Linked DNA regions of Mus musculus: region 2 is linked to region 1. The links are chromatin contacts, called in public Hi-C maps. All regions are on one chromosome and are shown on one strand. The core of a region is the stretch at or near the end of the contact, and the rest is flanking DNA. Distances in the headings are between cores, read along the strand shown.

Evidence for each region. A called contact is a pair of places that touch in the nucleus more often than the background predicts.
Region 2: a Hi-C map of neural progenitor cells shows a contact between it and region 1, with 1.8 times the contacts expected there. The contact joins two enhancer-like sites. A contact is called at or near these places in 1 of 15 datasets of contacts at CTCF or cohesin (embryonic stem cells) and 5 of 484 Hi-C or Micro-C datasets (embryonic stem cells, neural progenitor cells and uterus).

Annotation. Positions count from the first base shown.
Region 1 is chr13:58,839,585-58,843,050 of GRCm38.p6, reverse strand. It overlaps Ntrk2 (neurotrophic tyrosine kinase, receptor, type 2), which reads right to left. Exons shown (of 18, transcript NM_001025074.2): 5 at 107-175. Among named protein-coding and RNA genes, the nearest start is that of Ntrk2, 34 kb to the right of the region's middle. Within about 2 kb of position 1,595, at least 72 of the 459 cell types and tissues checked have an H3K27ac peak or open chromatin away from gene starts, as enhancers often do. A contact at or near this core is called in neural progenitor cells, where this site is marked.
Region 2 is chr13:59,002,794-59,006,386 of GRCm38.p6, reverse strand. All of the region lies in intron 13 of Ntrk2 (neurotrophic tyrosine kinase, receptor, type 2), which reads right to left. Among named protein-coding and RNA genes, the nearest start is that of Gm53063, 69 kb to the left of the region's middle. Within about 2 kb of position 2,251, at least 37 of the 459 cell types and tissues checked have an H3K27ac peak or open chromatin away from gene starts, as enhancers often do. A contact at or near this core is called in neural progenitor cells, where this site is marked.

The DNA of each region.
Region 1 (3,466 bases), core at 346-2,845:
CAATGGTACTCATTCAAAAAAAAAGAAAGAAAAGAAAAGAAAGAAAACATAATTATCCTTCCTTTTGAAAATTTCCTCCCAAATGCCAGACAAAATCGTTACTTACAGGTCAGACAAGTCAAGGTGGCGGAAATGTCTCCTGGACAAACTCGTCAGCTTGTTTCGTGTGAAATTTCTGAAAGAAATCAGATATGTTAAGTGTAACTTTAAAGGTTATGATTTAAGAATGATAGTGGTTTTGTTTTTTAAAGCGTAATTTTCCTGGACTCGGGTACCCATCTTACTTGGAGCCAAACTGTGCCTTTTACATGAGAAGATAACTTCCGGGGGTCCCTGCCTCGCTTACAGTGCCTATGCACTATGAGAGAAGAGTGTATGTTTCTCAGAGTCTCTCTTTAATATCTTTGTTTCACCCAAACGTTTATGTCTCGTGTATCGATTGAAAGTCCAGTTCTCTCCCAGTTGGGCTCCCGATGCTTTGAGCACTTAATTGGGGGAATATGTAATAAAACAGCACAGTATAAGCCCATGAGAGGAGGAAAGAGAGAGATTCTAAAACTAAGAGGCATCTTGAACATTTTTAAGGTGTGTGACAAACAAAACCTGGGCTAGAGAGACTTTCAACTGTCTTTCCCGGAAGGAATACACCTGCTGACGGAAGCCGCCTGCCTGGTGGGACTATTTACATGTGACCTCAATGAAGGAGTAGCTCCAAGAAGAGACCAGGGCAGAACACTGGGGAACAGGGCATGTGTCAGACTTTATCGTGAGCTCCCCCAAAACACAGCATCTTTATAATTTAAACAAAGCAACAGAAAGATGCTCTTTCTATCCATGGGAGGGAGGAAAAAAAACCTTATGAATTTCCTGGTGTGTTCCAAATGCCTGTTGTTTGAGTGTTTCCAGTGATCCTGGCAGCTGAATTTGTTTACTGTTTCATATTTACTTAAAGTTCTTGAGCCTCTGGATGGATATTTTTGAAAAGTAGCAAAAGTGTGAAAACACACAGCCCACAAAAACAGCCAAGACCCCATCCACGCAGCTCCTGGCTTCTCGAGTGGCCCAGGCAGGCAGGTGTCTAAGAAGAAAGTCTGCTAGGGACAGTAACCCTGGCTCTGCCCTGGACCTAAGGCCAGAATGCTATCAGGCCAATGACATCTCAGTCATCTGTAGGAGCTAAATCACAGGCTGACAGGGTTAGCTGGTGAAAGGAGAGAAGGGTACCCGGGATGAAAATATACTCGAACCCATCAGGAAGTCGTGAGAGAGACATGCCCATGTAAGCCTTTTCTTTGGGGACATGAATTAAGAATGGCTTCTGTGGAACAATATCACACAAAAAATCTCTGCCTGTCTTTAAGGCTCAGGTGTGTTCATACTCATCACAAAGCCTGAAAAAAAAGGAAAAAAAAATCTGTTCTTCTCCCCAAAAATAAATAAAAGGGGTACAGGGGCAGGGATGGAGGGGAGGGGAGGGGAAGGGAAGGAGGAGCGAGGGAAAGGAAAGACTGGGGAAGGGAGGGAGGGGAGGAAAGAGGAAGAGAGGGGAGAGAAGGGGAAGGGAGTGGAGGGAAGGGGAGAGAAAAGCAGAGACCAGGAGGGAGAGAGAAGGAAAAAGAGGGATGAGGAAACTTCCGCATCATCTCCCCCACACCCCACCACACACACACACACACACACACACACACACACACACACACATCAGCTCACACTACCCTATGGAGCAGCCTCCCGCCCCCACCCATCAGCTCTATGCTGCCCTGTGGAGCTGCCTCTCCCACCCCACCCCACCCCCCATCAGCTCTATGCTGCCCCATGGAGCCACCTCTCCCAGTCTGCTCCGCTCAGCTCAGCTCTACCCTCCCTGGAGCAGCTGCTAGTCTGGGTTGCCAGCAGCACACTGCAGCTCGGGGTTACGGGCCAAAGAACAAGATGAGTTTTATGAAGCATACTTAGGAATGGGGCCAAAAGCCAAAAAGGAGGAAGAAGGAAGAAAAAAATCAACAATCCTCTTACTGTTTGATTGTAAAACTTTGCTAAGAGCCTAATTAGCACCTCGGCAGAGCCCCTGGAAAACACAAATGCTGGCTTTTCTCACAGTCCCGGGGTTCTAGGGGTTGGGCAGCAATTAAAGGCACCCAGACTTATAATCAGAGATCAGCACTGGATGGTGACTGTGTCAGGCTAACACTGACCAGGCAAACTGAGGCAAAGATGAGGCTGCGCTCTCTTGTGAGGTCCCTAAAACCTGAAGTACAACAGTCCCAATTGTCCCTCATTACTCTCTCTTTTTATTGGATATTTTCTTTATTTACATTTCAAATGTTATCCCCTTTCCTGATCCCCCTCCCTCCCAAAAGTCCCTATCTCCCTTCCCCTGCTTCTATGATGGCATGTCCTCATCCACCTACCCACCCACTCCCATCCTGGTATTCCCCTACACTGGGGCATCAAGCTTTCACAGTACCAAGGGCCTCTTCTCCCATTGATGCCTGACGAGGCCATCCTCTGCTACATGTGTGGCTGGAGCCATGAGTCCCTCCATGTGTACTCTTTGGTTGGTGGGAGCTCTGAGGGGTCTGGTTGGTTGATATTGTTGTTCTTTCTATGGGGTTTTGACCCCCTTCAGCTCCTTCAGTCCTTTCTCTAACTCGTCCATTCCTTTCTATAGAGGCAGGGGAGCTCAGAAGGACCTTCAGGCCACCCTCAGGTTACAGAGCGGCAGCTTCATTAGTCGTGTGCACCTCACTGTGCTGATAACCCAGGTCAGTACAATTTGAGTTCAGAAAATCCAGGCAAAGCAAGGTGATCCCCAGGGTCCCCAGTCCTAAGCAGAGGCTAGGACAGAAGACAGATGCTAGAGCCGACTCCTCCTGCATCCCTACACTCCTCCAAGGCGAGGTACCGTCCTGCAGCTAGGGAGAGCCTCTCTCCTCATGTGGCTGTGTGAAGCTTGATGGTATTTCACCTCTCTTCATGGCTGTCTGAACGCTTGTCTAATTTCATTGGACATGACAATAGCTACACACATCCATAGAGCATTTGATGTTTGATCAATTATTGGATCCTGATGGTGGTCTGGTAAGGAAGCTGTGTAGAATACCTATCCTCCTTGAGTGAGGCAGATACACGATTTAATGTAAGCCAGACATGGAAGCTAGAACACCATTAAAATTATTCTATTGCCGGGCATGGTGGCGCACGCCTTTAATCCCAGCACTCGGGAGGCAGGGGCAGGCGGATTTCTGAGTTCGAGGCCAGCCTGGTCTACAAAGTGAGTTCCAGGACAGCCAGGGCTATACAGAGAAACCCTGTCTCGAAAAAACAAAAAACAAAAATAAATAAATAAAAAAATAAAATTATTCTATCACCACAGGCACGCACACACACACACACACACACACACACACACACACACACACAAAGGGCTTTCAATAAAACTACAATTAGCCAAGGCCCACTGTTC
Region 2 (3,593 bases), core at 1,002-3,501, 160 kb before region 1:
TGTTACTAATGACTCGAAAAGTCATGAGGCGGGTGCTTCCTGACACTCCTGTGCCTGTCATGAGGCTGTGTGTGTGTGTGTGTGTGTATGTGTGTGTGTGTGTAAATCTTTTGTCATCCCTTCCAGCATTTACTTAGATTTTAATCAAATAAGACCCCCTTGACCCTCTAACACTGAAAAAATAATTTGAAACCTCACTGATGCTAACAAGTAAGCTTTCTCTTAAGTGGAAAAAAAATGCAAACCTAGCTCTTCCATGTACAGTTCCAAGTTTTAAGAACGCATCATCACTAAGGTCTGAGGGAGCAAGCAGGCACATTAGCAGCCAAACAGAGAAGAGCTGGTGAGCTGGTGAGAATGGCTCTGTGGTTTGGGTCATAGGTGCTTCCAAAAGCTGCTGTGCTGAAGGCGTGGTCGTGAGCTGCATTGCTGAGGTATAGTCTTTAACAGATAGGCCCTAATGAGCGGGAATTGGGTAAGCAGAAGTATGAATGACGGATTGGGCCCATGACCCTCCTCTTTCTCTCTTCCCTTCCTGTCTTCCACGAGATGAGCAGTTTGGCTCTATTCTGCACTTCCAGCCAAGGCCCTTTGCCTCTCCACAGACCTACGTTTAACAGCGTGACCACAGGTTGAAACCTGTAGGAAAAGGAGCCATTCCTCCTTTGAAGTTGGTTATCTCGGGTATTTTGCCCTCCTAGCAGAAAGCTGCAGAGAGCAGAATAGCCAAGTCAGAAGCCCCTGGAGGCAGAGTCTTGTGCTGATGGTAGAGGGAGCCAAAGGTGTCCTGGCCACTCTCTGGATCTGCAAGATGTGGAGTCAGCACAGCTTCCACTTAAGTTTCAGCAAGAGCCGAGGGCCATGTGTTTGGATGTGAAACCCTCTTCTTGGAGGACATAACCTCTTGACCTTAGGTATTAACTAGCTGTCATAGATGCGGTCTAGAATATTGGTGTTTTCAATTCCTTGCATTATGCAGGAAGAGCCTCCCTCTGGGGGCTGCTTATGTTCTTCCTGTTTTCTTGAAGGTGAGTAAAGTCTCAATGCCTTGGACCCGACTCACATTGCCAAGGGAGGGTGCTGGCTGATGAGAGATAACCTTAAGACAACCCCTAAAAATTCCTTGACCCTGTGAGCTGACCTATGCTAAGTGCCTCGCTTGAGGGGACGAGGGGGCAGAGGAGCAACATTCTCCCATTGGTTATGAAATGCCAGCATAGGCGTTTCTTTGCAAAGCCCCTTGCGCTCCCTGAATGACAGCCTCTGAAATGAAATACAGAGAGAGCCGCAAAGCTCTGTTATGCCTTTGTGCTGTTTCTTTGTTTTGCTTTGGTTCCGAGCCGCATACCTTCCACCCAAGCAAAGCTTATTCTTGGAGACAGAGTTCGAGCCCACGCTGAATCTTACCTTTTGTTCCAACCCCACTCTTGTTTTACCTTCTGTGTGTTTCGGTGGAAACCGATAGCTATTGCTTCTCATTAAAGCCAGTCAGGGGGAAAAAAAATTCTGTAACCAGGTTCCACTGATTCATCAGCCTAATTATACCCATTCACCGCTCCTTTCATGAGGAGATGAGAATTCCATCTCTTGAAGACACACGCTACCCCAGATACATCTGCTTCCTGGCTCCTTCTGGCTCCTTTTTATCTTAGTCAGTGAAAAGTACCCAGTGGCCCAGGAAGCACAAACTCAGCAAAATCTGGAAAGAAGAGCTCTGTTAAGCTAGCGAGAAGGGGTTGGGCCAAGGAGAAAAGCATTTAGAGCCAGGTATCATGAGATGGTGGGGGTGAACGGATGGAAAAAGATCTTATCATTCAAGATATCTAGAGAAAGCATTTGGCATTCATGCCCTAAAGACAGCCCTTGTGTGCCATTGGCATTGGCAGAGCAAAAATAAAGAAACAGAAGAAGAGAAAGTGAACTCCCTGTCGGGGTAGAGGCTGCCCAAAGGAGTGTGAGGCACCAGGTCAGAATGGTAGCATTAAGCCTGGCACAGGCTTTCAGATTATGATGGTTAATGAGTGGATTTAAGGCTCAGGCCAAGCCGTGGCTGGGTAACAATTGCATTCTCTAAAACACCAAACCTTGGGCACTAAGAGGGAGGGTCACTCGTTTCCTGGGATATGAAAGCAAATTCGCCTGAGTTCAGGGTCTAACTCTGCTGAAAACTTAACTTTGCTCTCAAAGGAAAGCAGAGGAATGCGGCTCCTGACTAGAACGGCTGCAGCCATTGCTTCTCTCTGAGGCAGTTCCTTGGTGCGGGATCAGTGGTTTCCCTAAGTTCACAGGAAATTCCTTGCCATGGTCACCTGTATCTATGGGAACAGGCAGCCCACCTAAAGAACTCTTACATTTAAGGCACGGGTTGAGTTCTTCCAAGTTCTTTCTGCTCTTTGGTGCACCAGAGGAAGTTGACAGGGAGGGACAAGGTTATTTAAGACCAAGGTTGCGAAATTAGCTTGAATAGTGATGTCAATAAATCTCACAGGAAAGCTTTCCTCCTGATGGCCCCTTTGCCAATGTTTCCTGGGCCAATCTGCTTACAGTTTCACTTTGGCGCTTTCTTGCATGCCTCACGTGATGTTAAAAAAAGGGGGGGGGGATCTCTTCTATCCTGCTTCAAGTTCATTTCACACATTCTCTATTTACTTCGAGATGAAGAACACCAGATGTAGTTCACAGATAAATCATCTTTCACGCAAAGATTCAGGGCTTCTGAAATCACAGTGATCCTGCCAAACTATGTTCTAACAGCTAGAGGCCATGTCTCCAGATCTAGAAACATGCGGATTTTCCCAGGTCTTTCCAAGGGGAGTCATTCGAACTCAATTTTTAAGGGATTATCAGAAAAGGAAAAAAAAAGTAATTTCTGCTCTTTGGAATTGCGAAATAGCAAGTAACTAAATACGACAAACCTCTGCAGGGTGAAATCGCCTGAACAGTGACCATCTCTGCCCCAGAGAGTCATAAAATACTTGTTTCCTAGCAGAACTACTCCAGGTCAAGCTGCCCATGGTTTCTTCCTATAGCCCTAGGCTAATTCGAGACTAAAGAGATAGACTTTTCCATCCAGCCCTTTGTTCTCGGATATGGCCGGCTTATAACTTAACATGTTCTATATTTAGCTTGGTGGCTTTATGATCACATTCAGAAAACAAGCACAGATTCCAAGAAACACAAATAAACAATAGAGCAGTTGCAAAATAGCTCAACCACCACAATAAATATTAAATAAAGGGTGCATCTAAAATCCGTCTTCCTGGCCCTGTGTGCAGTGTGCTCAGTGCTGGGGTCTATGACAAACTGTGCCTAACAAATCGCTGCAGATTTCCCCCTGGCTGCAGAATAAGACAATGAACTCTAACAAGTGGCTGTGGAGATGCAAATTCAATACTTCACAAAACTCACAAACACAGCTATGTATTATGCTAGTGGAGACAGACCCTTCGTCTAGACAAAATGCAAAAATCCCATGTTCGGTAAACATGTATAATTAGGGAAATAAGAAGAACAGCTAATCGTTAGCCTTACACGCACATCTGCATCTAAAATCTCATTGCTGTTGTTGTTATTGTTGCTGTCATTGTTTTTAT